Regions from separate parts of the Mus musculus genome. Here all the other regions are linked to region 3. The links are chromatin contacts, called in public HiChIP or PLAC-seq and promoter capture Hi-C maps. All regions are on one chromosome and are shown on one strand. The core of a region is the stretch at or near the end of the contact, and the rest is flanking DNA. Distances in the headings are between cores, read along the strand shown. Region 1 has its middle 16 kb from the start of Ndufv3. Region 2 has its middle 29 kb from the start of Wdr4. Region 3 overlaps Hsf2bp (heat shock transcription factor 2 binding protein).

Region 1 (3,162 bases), core at 335-2,834, 430 kb after region 3:
ACATACATGTTTAAGAACAACTGTTGTAACTGACTGTGGTATCCCACATGGCCAGTGTTGGGGTGTCATGTGTTCAGGAATGCGTGCTGTAAAGGAGTAGAGATTGAGATAGATGGCCAATCTATGTGTGCCTCGCCCACCTCCCATTGAGTCGGGAAGAGGACACAGGTCACTTGCCTCCGGCCTCGGCAGAGCCCAGACAGCTCATAGACACACACTAGTGTAGATCTGGAATCACCAACACTAGCGTGCTAAGGGGACAATGGTGGAGCTGCAGGAGCTTGTTTACGGCTGTCATATGGGGTCTGCATCATTTTAAGGAGACAGGGACAGATGTGCCCCTACCTCCTGCTCATCCGTGTGGTACCTTTAAGTAAAAAGCAGATGTTAGGGGCTGAACAGTGGTGCCACAGACCTTGAATCCCAAATTCTAGGACGGCCAGGACCACACGGAGAAACTCTGTCTTGAAACAAACAGCAAAGGAGCAGATGTTAGTGATAGTGCTTTATGGCTTTCCAACTCTCAGGGAAAACTTATTTTTTGTTGTTGTTGATAATGATTTATGCTAAAGATAAAGGAGCACTGCAGCCGGGCGTGGTGGCGCACGCCTTTAATCCCAGCACTCAGGAGGCAGAGGCAGGTGGATTTCTGAGTTCGAGGCCAGCCTGGTCTACAGAGTGAGTTCCAGGACAGCCAGGGCTACACAGAGAAACCCTGTCTCAAAAAAAAAAAAAAAAAAAAAAAAAAAAAAAAGAAAAAGAAAAAGCAAAAGAAAAAGAGAAGAAAAGGGAGCACTGCAAGCCCACATTTCTCATTTTATTTTATTATTTTATCATCTTATTTCATTATACTGGATTGCGTGAGGCCATTTTCAAACAACTAAAGAGAACTGTATTGAATGAATCAAGGTGGTCTCAGAAAGACAAAAATCCTATGTTTTCTCTCATTTGTGGATCCTAGATATTGTACAGATTTATAAGAGCATGTATGTACAGATGACATGAAAACTGAATCAAAACATTCTAGGGAACAAAAGAGACTAATGGGAGGGGGAGAAGGGAGGGGAGGGAGAGGGAAGGGGAGGAGAGGAGGGGGAAGGGGCAGGGAAGAAGGGGGAAGGGGAGGAGAAAGGAGGAGGGGATGGAGGAAGAGGAGGAGCAGGGGAGGGGGAGGAGAGGAGGGGAGGGGAGGGGGAAAAGAAGACAGGGGAGGGGGAGAAGAAAGGAGAGGGGAAGGGGGGAAGGGAAGGGGAAGGGAGGGGAAGAGAAGAGAGAGGAGGAGGGAAGGGAAGAGTAGGAGGGGTGAGGGGAAGGGAGAGGAGGGGACAGGAGAGGAGGGAGGAGAACGGGGGATAATAGGCTAGAGGAACATGCTTTTTCCACACAGATTTTCCTCAGCCAGGTCCTTCAACGTTCCACATGCACAGGCTGAATATAAAGAGGACGCACTGAGGCTTTCCTGAGAGCAATGCACTTGCCATTGCTCTTGGACCAGCCAGAGGAGGACTTCTGAGAAGCCGGTGGGGGAGGTGCGGGGCCCAGTCAGGAAATTCACAGAGCCAAGCTGTCCAATGTTCAGAAGACATTGCCAGCACACACAATGGGAGCGATCTTTCTACTCTGACTCTGTCATGTTCCCCTAGGCTGTGTGGGAGCAGCCGCTGGCTGGGAACCTGCCAAGGGAAGGGAGCTCTCTTTGTTAGCCCATATGGGCTGCTGCAACAAAATGCCGTTAGTGGTGGGGCTCATGGAAACACAGACTTATTCCTTGCCATTCTAGAGTTAGGGAGTCCAAGACCAGGGAGCAGGCAGATTTAGTATGGCAAGGGCCATTTTCCTGGTCGTTCTGTAAAGTTAAGACAGGAAGATGATGCAGGCCTGAGTTTGTGGATCACATGACTGACCAAGCACAGAGAAGGTGACTTTTTGTTCACAGTGCCTAACAAGGGGTGAGGGAAGGGAGAAACCTTGACTTTGGACATGGCTGGTAGCTCTGCCTCGTCAAGCCTGAAGGATGTCAAACCTGACTAAAGTCACGAGGCTCTCTGGGATGGGTGTGACCAGAGCATCGGAATGGGTGTGGAAAGATCCTGGTAGACATGGAATGCTCCCACTGGGCATGTGAGTGCTCGCACTGGGCATGTGAGGGTGTTCCTACTGGGTGAATGTGTGCTCACACAGGGCACAGGAGTACTCCCACTGTGTTGAGTACTCCCACTGAGTGTGTGAATGCTCCCACTGGGTGTGTGAGTTCTCCAAACAGGTACATGGGCAGTGCAGCTTATGAAAAAGAGGCTTTGGAGATTAGCTTAGAGGTCAGCTCCTGTCCCTGCTGAGCTCTGAGCGTCAGTCAAGCTCTTGGTTGTTGTCAAGCTGAGGTATCGGATCCAGTAGTTGAGACAGGTGTTTGGTGAAGTACGATGTGGTCCTCTCAGGGAAGGTGGATTTTCCTCCAAATTCATGTCCCAGTGAAGCATAGACCACTCTGGTGTAGCCTCCCCCAACCTGAAGTGGGCTGGTACAAATCTTGTCGCCACTGAGGTGCAGCTTTCTGACTCGGCTGGCTCCTTTTTGAAGTGACAACTGCCCTGCTCTTCTGCTACCTGCCGAGAGGCTGAACCTGTCTTCCTGAGAGATTGCTGAATAAGCAACCAGCCTGGCGACAGAGTGCTGACAGAATGGCTCTGATAGAACCTAGTGGGGAAACCCCCCCTCCATTCCCGATTCGGCGTGCACTCAAAAAAATCACGAAGGACCATCTTGATGTAATTACATGAGGTCGTTTAATTACGGAGCTCCGGACCGACATGCATCCCACACAGGAGATAACGGGTGTCGGCCACGAGGCTCGAAAGCTAGGGGTTTTTATGGGGTAAGGGGCTTAGGGGTATGGAATTCAGCACAGCAACACACTATTGGCTTATTCAAACATCAGCAGAAAAATTACATGTACGTGCAGGGTGTCAGAGTTCTGTGAGTTGTTGATTCAGTTCAGATAGCCCTGTTATGTCTTCACATTCCCCTTTATCTTATGGTCAAGATGTTCCCAGGAATGTTTTAACTATGGGGCATACCCAGGTTTGTTTTTCTTTTTTCTCAGCCCCAGGCAGCCTCTAGGCTCACAAACAACCAGCAATTTCTGAGTACGTTACATGACTTACA
Region 2 (3,083 bases), core at 471-2,970, 480 kb after region 3:
AGATAGAACCCCTCCTTAAGCTGCTTTGCCAGGCATTTTGTCACAGCAGTGAGACATAACCGGTACAATGATATGATCGCCCGTGCTGGAAGTCCCAAAGAGTCCGCAAACCCTATGAAACAAAACAGCACAACAAAACCAAAACTTTATCCCTTCCCCAAACGTGTCAGCTTAGTAAGTCAACAGGACACCAGAGAAACGACACAAGTCAGTTATGTTTCTACCAATGAGCATGTGGACAATTGCCAGTTACGGTCTGGGTAATTGTTACATGTCTAGCCTGCCATTTTGTGCTTTTACTAATGGCATAAGGAAACTTTCTCAATACCCTGTTACTAGAATTTTCTGGGCTTTGTGCTTTGTTCTGTGATTGGTTCTTGGAAACCAATCACAACAGAAGTCAGTTAGAACTGGCGCACACCTTTAATCCCAGCACTTGGGAGGCAGAGGCAGGCGAATTTCTGAGTTTGAGGCCAGCGTGGTCTACAGAGTGAGTTCCAGGACAGCCAGGGCTATGCAGAGAAACCCTGTCTCGAAAAACCAAAAGGGAAAAAAACCTGCTTTGTATAATTAGCCACAATAAGCTTGGACCCAAACCAACCACGAGGTAGCACTTCCTGCACCTGTGTATGAACTTTTATTGTATACGCTGCCCCTGGGATGCACCCCAACATAAGAGAGACATCCGCACCAATATAAGAAACTATTTGGAAAAAAGACTTCCATTTTGAGTAGTGGTTGAGTAAAGTTTAAGTTCCCAAGACCTCCCTGGGAACTGACATCCTACTTGGCAGAGAGAGTCATGTATGTGGATAACTGACATCCTGGTTGACAAGTTAAGACATGAATGTAGACAAGGCAAGACCCCTGTCACGTTGAATAGCCCAATCAATGGGAGCAGGATAAGTGTACAGCAAAGATATGTTCCTAAGATAATCCCTTATCCCTAAATCCCGATTGGTGGAATAACACGGCACAGATGTTTGTAGACTTGACTGAGATGGGTGTTCATGTGGTTTGTGAGATGACTCCTGGACCCCAATAGCCTTAAAGGTATATTAGCATATCTCTTCACTCAGGAAAAATAAATATTGAAGTGTAAACCGACAAAGCATGTCTGGACTAGAGACTTAAAAAGTAGAAATAATAATGAAAAAAATAAATATCTAAATGAAAGCAGAGACATACCTTGTTCCTGGGTTGGAAGATCCAGTTTTTCAAGGATGTCAATTCACTCTAAGTTGAAATATACATTTAATTAAATGTCTATGAAGACACAACAAAATTACTGTAACTGTCTTCAGGCACACCAGAAGAAAGAGGGCATCAGATCCCATTATAAACGGCTGTGAGCCACCATGTAGTTGCTGGGAATTGAACTCAGGACCTCTGGAAGAGCAGTCAGTGCTCTTACTCATTGAGCCCTCTCTCCATCTAGCCCCACAACAAAATTTTATAAACACAGGCAAGATAATTCTGAAATACAGGAAGACTGCAATGGTCACTACTGATTGTTAACTTGATAGGGTGTAGAATTATCTGTGAGACAAGTCTCCCGGTTTGCTTATGCAGGGTTATATTATGTTCGATGAGGTGGGACGATTCACCCTAAGGAGTGGGCGGCTCTGCTCCCTGATGGGGAGCCTGGACCCATCAAAATGGAGAAAGTGAGGTGAGCGGAACAGTAGCAGCCGTCACTCTCTGCTCTCTGACTGCATCTGCAGTTGTGACCGGCTGACTCATGTTTCCCTTGTCTCCACCTCCTTACCCAGTCAGTATAAAACTTAGTCTGTATAAAACCTGAAGTTGTTTTTGTCAAAACATTGTATCACAGAGACAGCAGTAAAGACTAGTGCTAGGTAAAGAAGGAGGGGCTGGAGAGAGAGCTTGGTGGTTCAGAACATTGGCAGCAATTCCAGATGGCCTGCATTTGATCTCTAGAACCCATTTGGTAGCTCACAACGGCCCTAACTCCCATGTGAGGGGGCGTCTAGTGTCCTTCTTCTGGCTTCCTTGAGCACTGCACTTACTAGTTTGCAGACCTCCATGCAGGCAAAACACCATCTCAGTTAGGGTTTTATTGCTACAATGAAACACCATGACCAAAAGCAACTTCGGGAGGAAAGGGTTTGTTTACACTTCCATAGCACTGTGTATCATGGAAGGCAGTCAGGACAGGGACTCACACAGGGCAGGAACCCGGGGGCAGGAGCTGATGCGGAGGCTTACTGGCTTTGTCTACATGGCTTGCTCAGCTTGCTTTCTTATAGAACCCAGGACCACCAGCCCAGGATGTGTGGGGCCCTACCCCATCAATCACTAATTACAAAAAGGCCCTACAGGCGTGATTACAGCTCAGTCTTATTGGGGGCATTTTCTCCAATGAAGCTCTCTTCCCTCTGATAACCCTAGCTTGGGTCAAGTTGACATAAAACTAAACAGGCCACACTCATACAAGTAAAAATAAAAAAACGTCTTTTTAAAAAGAGGGCGAAATAACTAAAAGCTTTTTTGAAAAGAGAAAGCAACATGGGAGGAATTAGGTTACCTAACTTAAAGAGCTATTGTCTTGTTGTAACAAAGTTGTGTGATCCTGGTAGATAGAAGTCAATGAGCGGGTTTCCGTAGTGTAGTGTAGTGTAGTGTAGTGTAGTGTAGTGTAGTGTAGTGGTAATCACGTTTGCCTAACATGAGAAATGTCCCCGGTTCAAAACCAGACAGAAACAAAGGTTGTTTGTTGGGCTGGTGTCACTGGGGCTGGAGAGAGAAGAAAAAGTGTCTGAAGACAGCTACAGTGTACTTACATATAATAATAAATCTTTAAAAAAAATCAATGAATGGAAAAGAGCCAGAAAAATCCAGATACAGACGACCACAGGTATGTTCCACTGGCTTCTGAGAAAACAGTACAGGCAATTCCTGTTTTAGTTATATTCATAACTTTGTGATACGCCACCCTGAACAGGGCAACTTATAAAAGAAGGCATTTAACTGTGTTCATGGATGCAGAGAATTAGAGTGACTGCCGTGACTGGTATTTCCACTGAGGAGGAGAGCTTGCCTATAGGCAGTGGGTGGGTGAC
Region 3 (2,713 bases), core at 112-2,611:
TCACATTGCTTCATTCCATTTTCCTGTCTTTTCCTCCACTCATCTTTCATTTCTTTGTTTTTCTGTGCTTGTGTGCATAGGAACACATTGCCACCATGCTGATGTGAACTAGCACAGGCAGCTTTTTTATGTGGGTTCTGGGGTCACACCTGAATGGCTGGGCCTGCCTGGCTAACACTCTACTCACTGAGGCGTTCTTCTGGCCCTCACAGATTTTCTTCACCTCGCCCTTTAATTCTCTCTCTAGTAACCACTTTGTCTCAGTTATTGTATTTTCAGTTCTAGCTTGCTTTGTTACTAAGTATACTTTCTCTTTATTTGCTAGGATCATTTTTAAGACTTTACACCTTTGTTCATTGAGGAACTCTCATGGTGGCTGCTTTAAAACCATTGTATTAACCTGTCACTACACTGAAATACCCAAGGCAGGTTAATTTGTAAATTTTGAAAATGCTTATTTTGGTTCATGGGTTTGAGGGTCAATGCCTTAACAGCTCTGTTAATGTTCTGGTAAGGAACACCTGTGCTGCATCCTGTTGTAATAGACAACTCAGGTCTATGTGTGTCTTTATCTACTTTTACGAAGCTACCAGGGTTCAGTCACTAATGATTGAATTAATTCCCAAAGGCCTTACCACTAAAAGCAATTAGTATATTATTTACACTTTAACACTACTAACAACTCACGAATGGCATTTAGATTCCCACATGAGTTCTGGGAGGGAGCAAGGCCTCTAAAGGCAGGGGTCCTATAGACCCTTTTAAGACAGTCAGTCCTAGCATGTCCCCTCTGTGTGAGACAGTCCTAGCATGTCCCCTTTGTTTGGTGATCCTTCATCATATTGCCTCACCTGTCTCTAAGTGCCAGGTTTCTGTGACTGGGACTGAGTTCTGTATTACTCTTCTATATACATGGTCTATGATAGTTTCCCTCCCTTCAACTATTGTCACAGTGACTGAGCTCTTATGGAGTCATCATGAGGTTATCCCTATTGGCTGTACCCTTGGCTGTATTTATCTCATGACTCCAGTCTTATCCTTTCCAGGGGTCCACAAAGCTCTTTCTAGCATGCCCAGTGTCAGCGAGGGTGCAGTGGAACCACCAGTAGGCTGACCACTCTACCTAGACCACTCCACAAGTAGAAGGAAAGGTTTAGTGGGGAATCTAACTTCCAGGCTGTCTCAAAGTAGGGGGTAGAACAGCCAAAACGCTGGGAGAAGTCTTGTTAGTTTTAAGGAGACAGCTAGCAGTGAGGGAGGGAAGCATGTAAGCCAGAACAGCCTGCAAGTTAGAGCAAGGGGAGGTCTGATGTGGGCCAGAATAGCCTGGAAAGTACCAAGGGACTTTAATCTGTTACAGGTTTGTCTGACTGAGTTAATCAGGAACTAGATGCTCCTGCCAGAGGCAGTTGGCTGTAAGGGGTGGGTAAGGGAAGTGATGGCTTTTCCCAACAAACAGAAAGCAACTTTACAAGGGTTCTGAGGAATGTGGAGTTTAGGCTTTTGTTTGCCCACAGCGATCCTTCTGTTGACCTGGTCAGAGTCCAGCCTGAGCTGAGGCAGACTGTGTCATTGAGGACATTGTCAGCAGCACTGCTATTTGGGGGCCTGTGCTGGGTCCAACACCTAGTTATTTTGTTCCTCCTGCAGTTTCTTTATATTTGTATTGTAGTTGCCTTATTCACATAAAAGGGGCCTTTTACTTACAGGGTAAATGAGCCTTACTCTGAGTATTGCTCATACAGTGAATTAATTTATATATGTATTCACTTTACATCCTGATCACAGCCCCCCTCCCTCTTCTCCTCCAAGGTGTACCCTCACAACACCCTCCCCCCATTACTCCCTTTCCTTCTCCTCAGAAGTACCATGGGTACCAGCCTGCCCTGGCACATCAAGTCACAGCAGGACTAAGTGCATTCTCTCCTACTGAGATCAGACAAGGCAGCCCAGCTAGGGGATAGGGATCCAAAGGAAGGCAACAGAGTCAGAGAAAGGCCCCTCCCACCCCACTCCCCACCCCCACTCCAGTTGTTAGGAGACTCACATGAAGACCAAACTGCACATCTACTACAAATGTGGGGAGGGGGGAGGCTAGGTTGAACCCCTGCATGCTCCTTGAAAGGTTGGTGGTTCAGTCTGTGAACCCCCAAGGGTCCAGGTTTGTTGACTCTGTAGGTCTTCCTGTGGTGTCTTTGACCCCTCTGGCTCTTTCCATCCTTCTACCTTACCCCTCACTCTTTCACAAGACTCCCTGAGCTTGGCTGTGGGTCTCTGAATCTGTCTTTCCATCAGCTGCTGAATGAAACCTCTCAGAAGACATAGTAAAAATGGCCATCTTACCAAAAGCAATCTACAGAATCAATGCAATTCCCATAAGGTTTCCAACCCCGCTCTTTACAGAGCTTGAGAGAGCAATTATCAACTTCATATGGAAAAACGAAAAACCCAGGATAGCTAAAACAATCCTATTCAATAAAAGAACTTCTGGAGGTATCACTAACCTTGATTTCCAGCTGCACTATAGAACAATAGTAATAAAGACCTCATGGTATTGGGATAAAAACAGACAGGCTAATCAATGAATTAGAATTGAAGAGCCAGAAATAAGCTCAAATATCTATGGATACTTGAGTTTTGACAAACCAAAGCATACAATGGGGAAAAAAAAGCTTCTTCAACAAATGCTGGTGGTCTATCTAGATACCTGCAT

The links. HiChIP or PLAC-seq counts read pairs in DNA pulled down with a chosen protein or histone mark. Capture Hi-C pulls out chosen DNA fragments and counts their contacts.
Region 1: a promoter capture Hi-C map of adipose tissue shows a contact between it and region 3. The contact joins two enhancer-like sites. A contact is called at or near these places in 2 of 9 other capture datasets (adipose tissue and pancreatic islet).
Region 2: a contact with region 3 is called in a FOXA1 HiChIP or PLAC-seq map of pancreatic cancer cells. The contact joins two enhancer-like sites. A contact is called at or near these places in 1 of 115 datasets of contacts at active chromatin or transcription factors (pancreatic cancer cells) and 2 of 9 other capture datasets (adipose tissue and embryonic stem cells).

Annotation. Positions count from the first base shown.
Region 1 is chr17:31,534,458-31,537,619 of GRCm38.p6, reverse strand. No RefSeq gene overlaps it. Among named protein-coding and RNA genes, the nearest start is that of Ndufv3, 16 kb to the right of the region's middle. Within about 2 kb of position 1,584, at least 124 of the 459 cell types and tissues checked have an H3K27ac peak or open chromatin away from gene starts, as enhancers often do. A contact at or near this core is called in adipose tissue, where this site is marked.
Region 2 is chr17:31,481,473-31,484,555 of GRCm38.p6, reverse strand. No RefSeq gene overlaps it. Among named protein-coding and RNA genes, the nearest start is that of Wdr4, 29 kb to the left of the region's middle. Within about 2 kb of position 1,720, at least 16 of the 459 cell types and tissues checked have an H3K27ac peak or open chromatin away from gene starts, as enhancers often do. A contact at or near this core is called in pancreatic cancer cells, where this site is marked.
Region 3 is chr17:31,964,514-31,967,226 of GRCm38.p6, reverse strand. All of the region lies in intron 7 of Hsf2bp (heat shock transcription factor 2 binding protein), which reads left to right. Among named protein-coding and RNA genes, the nearest start is that of Gm30571, 53 kb to the right of the region's middle. Within about 2 kb of position 1,361, at least 93 of the 459 cell types and tissues checked have an H3K27ac peak or open chromatin away from gene starts, as enhancers often do. A contact at or near this core is called in adipose tissue and pancreatic cancer cells, where this site is marked.